2 separate regions of the Sus scrofa genome follow, and region 2 is linked to region 1. A link is a contact called in public Hi-C data. All regions are on one chromosome and are shown on one strand. Each heading gives the region's core, a stretch centred on a gene start, on an enhancer-like site or on the middle of the called end of the contact. The rest is flanking DNA. Distances are from core to core; before and after follow the strand shown. Region 1 overlaps FSIP1 (fibrous sheath-interacting protein 1). Region 2 overlaps THBS1 (thrombospondin 1).

What was found. Hi-C and Micro-C count contacts between places; a contact is called where the count stands out from the background.
Region 2: a contact with region 1 is called in a Hi-C map of heart right ventricle, with 3 times the contacts expected there. The contact joins two enhancer-like sites. A contact is called at or near these places in 1 of 5 promoter capture datasets (liver) and 2 of 47 Hi-C or Micro-C datasets (embryonic fibroblasts and heart right ventricle).

Annotation. Positions count from the first base shown.
Region 1 is chr1:131,651,515-131,655,553 of Sscrofa11.1, reverse strand. The region is part of intron 10 of FSIP1 (fibrous sheath-interacting protein 1); the gene reads right to left. Among named protein-coding and RNA genes, the nearest start is that of THBS1, 93 kb to the left of the region's middle. Within about 2 kb of position 2,238, at least 2 of the 83 cell types and tissues checked have an H3K27ac peak or open chromatin away from gene starts, as enhancers often do.
Region 2 is chr1:131,738,272-131,742,310 of Sscrofa11.1, reverse strand. THBS1 (thrombospondin 1) reads left to right here. Exons shown (of 22, transcript NM_001244536.1): 7 at 631-724; 8 at 2,206-2,379; 9 at 2,682-2,858; 10 at 3,169-3,342; 11 at 3,577-3,704; 12 at 3,814-3,966. Among named protein-coding and RNA genes, the nearest start is that of THBS1, 5.8 kb to the left of the region's middle. Within about 2 kb of position 1,745, at least 10 of the 83 cell types and tissues checked have an H3K27ac peak or open chromatin away from gene starts, as enhancers often do.

The sequences.
Region 1 (4,039 bases), core at 989-3,488:
AAATATCCTTGATATTTATTTCCATGGCAACTACTTTTTAAAAATTAGGAATGACAGGCATTTGTAAATGTTCTCAAATGCTACCAACTTACTTCAATTGAATCAAATGAAATCACACTGCTCTCTAATATTAGCATTCTAGCTGCAAATGTACAGCTTGGACTTCATCTAAATTAAACAATTTTTAAAAGTTACAAGGTGGCTGAACACATATTTTGATCTTATGAATTTTCTCTGTGACCCATTTAGATTGTATAGTGGGAGTCTTATGGGAAGGCTGGACAGAGAAGGAGGATCTGGATTCGGCCCTAAAGATTGGTAAGCAATGGACACACAGAAGCAGGAAATGAGGGATAGAAAGGGTGCCACCAAAAGCACTGGGTAATTAACCTAAGGGTGTTTGAGGGGAATTCAGTAGAGAACTCCAGGACCAGAGTAAGAGTTAAAGATCAGACGAGACTGAAAGGGCAGCTGTGCATATTTCAAGGGGCTTTGAGTGCCAGACAAGAACATCTGTACAGAGAGGAAGTACATGAATCGGTTTGAACCTTAAAAAGATGTCTTTGTTAGACCAGACTGGAGTGGCAGAGCAGATGGAGGGGTGGTGATGGCCATGACCATGGCATACAGAAATTCTTAAGGACATCCAACATCCTTCCTGGGGAATGAACAGTGTCTGAGGGTGTGGCACCTGAAGCAGAGGACTTGGGTTCAAATCCTGGCTCTGCTGCTTACACTTAAAAGACTTGGGGGAAAAAAAATTTATGATTTTATTTTTTTCCATTACAGTTGATTTACAGTGTTCTGTCAATTTCTACTCTACAGCAAAGTAACCCAGTCATACATATACACAAACCTTCTTTTTCCTCACATTATCCTCCATCATGTTCCATCACAAGTGACTGGATTTAGTTCCTTGTGCTATACAGCAGGAGGAAAAATTCTTAACATGAACTTCAATTTCTTCATCTGTAAGGTAGGCAAACTAACCTACCTCAAATGTTTTTTTGTGAGAATCAAAAGAAACATACAGAAAGCACCCTGCTACCTATAAAGTATTTTCTAAGAAGTTCTCACTGTCAGTCTTGTGGCTTTATATGAATATGCAAAAGACAACTGAAATAGGCTGAATTATATGACATTTTGGAAGTTCTGAACCATTATGAGAGAATCATCAAAGCTCACATTTTCTTCTGGAAAGAAGGTATCCACTTACGTTTAACTACTTACACTCAGGGGATGGTGGGTTCCTCTATCTCATGCCCTCATTTACAGAGGAGAGAAGGCACACTGATTGAGGGCCCGCTTTGCATTGGTAACAAATGCAAACGAGCCCAGGCCTCCTGGATCCCAGCTCTGTTCCCCAATTATAAGCCAGAAGGCTTGTCAATAATGCTGAGAAAAAGCAAAATAGCACCTTAGGTGGAAAGCGTCACTGAGGATCCTTCCACAGATGCCCCTTCCACACACTCCGCCCTGGGTCTCGGAGATGACTCAGCAATTCCCCAGGAAGATGGAGGGTCCCTGCATCTGGGGACCCTGGCTAACGCTCGGGGTCACAGCTAATTCTTCACCTCAACACATCATGCAAATAAGGGGTGGTAATCTAACGAGACCTTAATGTCAACCCATGTCTCTCCCATTCCAATCTGATAACATGATATTATGCTTGTCCCCGAGTTCCTATAACTCTCTTTTCCAGAACAATTTCTCAGACAGACTTCTATTTATTTATAACTCCCTAAACACTGGCTTTCTCCCCCACTCTTTTTCAAGTAGAATTCTTTTAAGAGCAGAGTTATTAGCACCAATGAAATTGTGTACTTTCCAGAATCCTATGAACTATTAGATTGTATATGTTTTATTTATTTTTCAAAAAATTGACCTTTTGTAAGTTTTGCACTTAAAAACCAGCTTTGAAGAACTGGATTTTTTTTAGGGCTAAACAAAAATACTGCTGCTTTCTTTAAAGAAATGAAGCAGTCTCTAAAAGAAGTTACCAGAGCCAAATTTGCTTTCTGAGGTTTGGGCTTTGTGCTTCACTGGCCCTCTGCCCACAGACCTCACACAGTGGCAGGACCAAATGAGGCTGGCACTCCCTGTAAAAAGCTATCAGCACCAATACTTAGACTACTGGTCATGTGCCACAAGTGCCCAAAAATACGCATCACAGCTCTCACATCCTGGATCTCAGTACTTTCTTGGCCAGGATCACCAAGTTTTAAACAGTAACAATTAGGATTGGTTATGCTGTCCCTGTACACTAGTGACCCTGCTTGCTTCTTCAACAAGCACTGTAGCTGTTAGAGTAATTCCTCAATTCTCAGATCTGCTCAGCAGAGGATCATGTAAAAAATGCTAGCACGTGGATGAGACTCAGTAACTGACAAGGTTGCTAAACCCAAGAATGGGCTCCCTGCAAGCCAGTATCATGAAGGGCACAGGGGCATCTATCTGCTAAATGAAAAAAAAAAAGTAGTTTCTGTGACTGCTGAAACCCTGTCAGTGGAGGAGCTTAAGAAAAAATGCTTTTTCTTGACTTTCTCAGCACAAGGAAAAAGTAGAATAAATGGCAAAGCTTTCACATACAAATAGCAAATATCAGAAAAATCAGCATCCTTTAGAAAGGATGCATTTCATGTATGAACATAATTGTCTCAACCTCTCACAGCCCTCATTATATACTTAAAGAATCCAGAGTTTCCACTGCGGTCCAGAGGAAATGAATCTAACTAGTATCCATGAGGATGCAGGTTCTATCCCCGGCCTTGCTCAGTGGGTCGGGAATCCAGCATTGCCATGAGCTGTGGTATAGGTTGCAGACTCAGCTCAGATCCCACATTGCTGTGGCTGTGGTATAGGCCAGTAGCTGTAGCTCAGACTCGGCCCCTAGCCTGAGAACTTCCATATGTTGCAGGTGTGGCACTAAAGAGCAAAAAAAAGAAAAAGAAAGAAAGAGAAAGAAACATAATTTAATAAGATTTTTTTTTCTTGGCCATACCTGTGGCATGTAGAAGTTCCCAGGCCAGGAATCAAACCCTTGCTATAGCAATAACCAGAGCCATAGCAGTGACAATGCCAGGTCCTTAACCTACTGTGCCACCAGGGAACTCCTTATAATTAAAGAAGTCTTGTACTAAGATTAAGTTAAAGAATTTATACTTTGTCAGTAGTGGAGAAGTAAAACCATTATTCTAAGTCCCCCCATAATGAAAAGTAACAAAAGAGAACTTTTAGTAACAAAATCAAGTAAGAAATTTGGATTTCCACATCCATATTCAGTTCAGAAGGTCACAAAATGTTTATCATATGCAAAACCTCATCTCAAGTGGAGAGAAGGGCAACAGTAAAATGACTCAGGATCAACAAAAAGAATCAACCAAGACGCCTTCTATGTAGGTCAACTTCACACTCAGGAGCTGGTATCTTCAGTGTGGAGAACAGTTCGAATGAAAAAGCAAGGACAAGGTTGCACAACTTACAAAAGTGGCATTAAAACTGATCCACATCACCACTATATTCAGTTGATATAACAAAAAAGTATTAGCAAACAAAAAAATGACATTTTTTTCTATTGTATTAATACTAAACAAAAAAAGTTTTATTCTATCTTTTCTGTTCTTGGAGAAAAAAAAAATGGCACACCTTTAATTCAGTAGTGAACTTCCAGTGTTTGGGGAGACTTAAATTATGTTTATAAAAATAGCAAATGAGCTTTTACTCTGCCATTCCTCCTCCTTGAAAATAAAAAGTACAGTGTCAAATTCCATTCATTCTTTCCTTTACTCATAAAACAAACACTTTGGGGGCACCCGTAATGTGCCAGCATTATGTTAATCCTAAGGGACATAAAAATGAAGACAACCAAAACCTCTACCATCTGATCATAAAATTAATATTCATATAAAATCCTAGCCAGCAGACTTCACAGAAGTGATTTCATCTAAGAATACAAAAAAGTGTCCCAAATCATGAATTGTGGGTAGGAAGTTATCATAAAAGGAGAGAACTGTAAATATTCATAGAACAGACATTAGCA
Region 2 (4,039 bases), core at 496-2,995, 87 kb before region 1:
CCAACATCTGAGCTATAACATACCTAGCTCAGATGGCACTGCCTACAGTGTGTGTATCCATCTAGCTGTGCCTAATGGCAGGAACAGGGAGGTTTGAGGGAATTACCTAGCTCATTGAGTAAAGTCAAACTTAAAACAAATCATGGATTGGGGAACCAAAATTTACTAAATTCCCATTCTTGTCCAGTATAATCTAAAGCTAGAGCTATTCCTGAGAAAACAAAATGCTCATTGATCTTTCCCCCATAAAAATAAAATGTTTAAATTTTAAGGTCCTTCCTGGATGAGTTTTATGAGTTTGAATTCAGACACAGAGTGATAGATCTGACCCATAATGTGTGGTGGTTCCCATTGGATAAATTCTTAATGCTCCTGTGCATGAAGAAATGACTAAGTGGCAATTAAGAAAGAACTCTCCGAGGGATGGAGTGACAAGCAACTAGCACTAGAACTGTCTCTACATTGTTGATGGCTGCCAACATGACAGAGGCAGATCTTGTATTAAAATCATTCCACTAGAGCACTTACAACCCTGACCACGTTTACTTTTGTAATTGAAATGTGACAGTTTGTCAGCTTTTGCTTGCAGTATGCCTAGTAACCTATTTCTCTGTCACTCTTGCCCGGCAGAACTCAGTTACCATCTGCAAAAAAGTGTCCTGCCCCATCATGCCCTGCTCTAATGCCACAGTTCCTGATGGAGAATGCTGCCCTCGGTGTTGGCGTAAGTTCCTAAAACTTAACCCTGCTTCGACTACTGGTTCAGCTTTACCTAAACAGTGGACAGCAGAACATAATGCCAGTACCCCACCCCCACCTCCATCAGCTGTTTCCCTTCAGTTTTTTGCTGTAGCATCTGGCCTGTCTGCCACATAGAGCCAAAAACTCTATCATGATTCAACTTAATTACTTCCCCCTGGATTATGGGACAGGCAACAGTCTTGGTATAGCTTACTGAGTATGATTCAATGCTTTGAGGAAAGGAGAGGTGAATTTGTGGCAGCAAAGCTCTAAGATAGAATTTGACCTTATGGCCTAGAGTGAAGAAAAATCTGCTCACCGAGAAATTGATGGGCTTTGCTGCGAGCACTGGACTTACCTGGGCCTGAAAGTTCTGCCCATTTTATCTACAGGCCTAAGAGACCTCAGAGAAAACAGCAGTTTGAGTTTCAGGGTCCTCCATGAACTAGGGCACTGTACTGTTTCATTGCACCCAATCCCTGGGTTTTGTTGTATCACTTTGCTGGGACAATAGAGTAGGTACAAATCATTAAAATGATTCATCAAGACTAAGCTAAATAAAACAGGAATGAAGCACTTATCTTCACACCCACACCCCCCAGTTCCCCCCAACACACACACACCTTTGCACACTGACCACAGCTCAGAATAAGCAGTCATCTCCAGAGATGTTAGTGACATGGGCACTGCTGTAATCATTTGTTCAGCACTTTCTGTTCAAAATCCACTTCAGGTGTGGGTACAGGGAACAAAGCTAGCTGGGGACTAGCAGAGCTCCGAATTTGAATCAGGGAGTGCTAGGAAAACGTCCAACTGATGGCAGGAGAGGACAAGTCCCCTGTCTCGTGTCTGATACAGTGAGATGTGATTGTAGTCATGGTGCCTGGGCAGATGGTAAACAAACACATTTTCCTCTTGTGAAAATATGTGCAGAAAAAGCCCCACATACTAGGGTGAGAGAAGCAACATGCTGACTAACCTCATGACCAAGCCAGAGCTACAGCCAACAGCAGCTCTGCTGCCTTCAGGCGCATCTGCCAAACACATGGTCTCTGGCTCCCCTCAAAGTGACTCCTCTAAGTTGCCTAAAACTCAAGTATTCTTGGAAGCCTGGAAATGCCTATCGAGGCTGGGCTGGAAATGCCTATCGAGGCTGGGCTGGAAATGCCTATCGAGGTGTCTTCAGTCAGGAAAGGGAAACTCAGTGAAAATGCAGAGAGTCGGAAGGAGGCAGGGATGAAGAGGAACACGTGCTGGGAGAAAGCTCAGCTATACTGACCCAGGCAAAGCATGCGATGATCCCAAGGCTGTGCATGGAAAGATCAGGGATAAACCCCTTGGCCACTGGCCTAAGAAATATATTGCTCTTCACCCCTTGGGGAGAGAAGAAAGTTCTGAGCAGAGAAATCTAAAAGAATAGTTTGTTTTAAGGACTGAACACTAAAGGAACCATTTCCTCTGCAGCCAGCGACTCTGCTGACGATGGCTGGTCCCCATGGTCTGAGTGGACCTCTTGCTCTGTGACGTGTGGCAATGGCATCCAGCAGCGTGGCCGCTCCTGTGACAGCCTCAACAACAGATGCGAGGGCTCCTCCGTGCAGACTCGGACCTGCCACATTCAGGAGTGTGACAAGAGATGTAAGCAGCCTGGCCGCTTAGGCTTGTGGGGAACTGACCTGTCCTCAGTATCACCAATAGCAACTCCACTGCATAGAGGTTAAGGGTACAGGTTCTAGGCTCTGGATCTAAGCCCAGTTCTCCCCCTTACCTGTGCATCCGTGAGCACAGCTTACCCTCTCTGAGGCTCTTTCATCATCTGCAAATTAGGATAAGAATAGTTCTCCATGGGGCTATTTGAGGATTTTGTTTAGATAACGCACTTAAAGCAGCGCAGAGTGGCTGGTGGGAAGCACCGTCTAACCATCAGCTTTGTACTTTAGTTAAACAGGACGGCGGCTGGAGCCACTGGTCCCCGTGGTCGTCTTGTTCTGTCACATGTGGAGATGGTGTGATCACAAGGATCCGGCTCTGCAACTCTCCCAGTCCCCAAATGAATGGGAAGCCATGTGAGGGTGAAGCTCGGGAGACCAAAGCCTGCCAGAGAGACGCCTGCCCCAGTAAGTGTGCACACTGCCTGGCAGCTCTGCCCAGCTGGCCGTCTGGCATCCACAGCCTCTGGCTTGGTGGGTTGTGGAGGGGGAAAGTTTCCTTCCTAGAGAAAAATAGAAAGAAGCACAGTCCTACATGTTCAGCAGCTCCCTTTAATGAAAAACAGGAAGAACCACTTCAGATTCACTCTCTTCCCAAACATTCTTCCTATGTGTCAGGGTAGCAGAGATTTCTTGAACAAACACAGGAGAACCTTTTGTGAAGGTAAAGTGTTTGAAAATTGGCCTTAACTTCCACCTGTGGTTCATTTTCTTACAGTCAATGGAGGCTGGGGACCCTGGTCACCATGGGACATCTGTTCCGTCACCTGTGGAGGAGGGGTACAGAGACGTAGCCGGCTCTGTAACAACCCCGCACCCCAGTTTGGAGGCAAGGACTGCGTTGGTGATGAGACAGAAAATCAGATCTGCAACAAGCAGGACTGTCCCATTGGTAAGCCACACAGCCCAGGACAAAACCACTGAATGCCACAGTCAGCATTCACAGGGGTTCAGCTTTGAATGGTCCTGAGTGGTTAGATTACACTAAAATACCAGATGGACTCAACATAATCTCAACACATTTTCAGTTGTATAGGCCCTCCAATATTTGACACCCTGGTTTAAGTCATCAGAATGGCAGTGACAGCAGCTGAGGCCAACCATTTGCCTGTCTCTCTTGTTGCAGATGGATGCCTGTCCAATCCTTGCTTTGCTGGTGCCAAGTGTACCAGCTACCCTGATGGCAGCTGGAAGTGCGGTGCTTGTCCCCCTGGCTACAGTGGAAATGGCATCCAGTGCGAAGATGTTGATGAGGTAAGCTGATGGCTGGGAGTTAGCAGACCTAGGAGAGCAGCTCACCTGTCCTCGCCACTTCCTATGGCATCGTTCTCTAAACATGAACAAATGGTTGTGTCTTCCACAGTGCAAAGAAGTCCCTGATGCCTGCTTCAACCACAATGGAGAGCACAGGTGTAAGAACACAGATCCCGGCTACAACTGCCTGCCCTGCCCACCACGTTTCACTGGCTCCCAGCCCTTTGGCCGCAGTGTGGAATACGCCACCGCCAACAAACAGGTAGACTTGTGGACCAGAGAAAAGGAGGGGTGTCCTTGACTGAAACAGCCATGAAAGGGGGCAACATCACCTC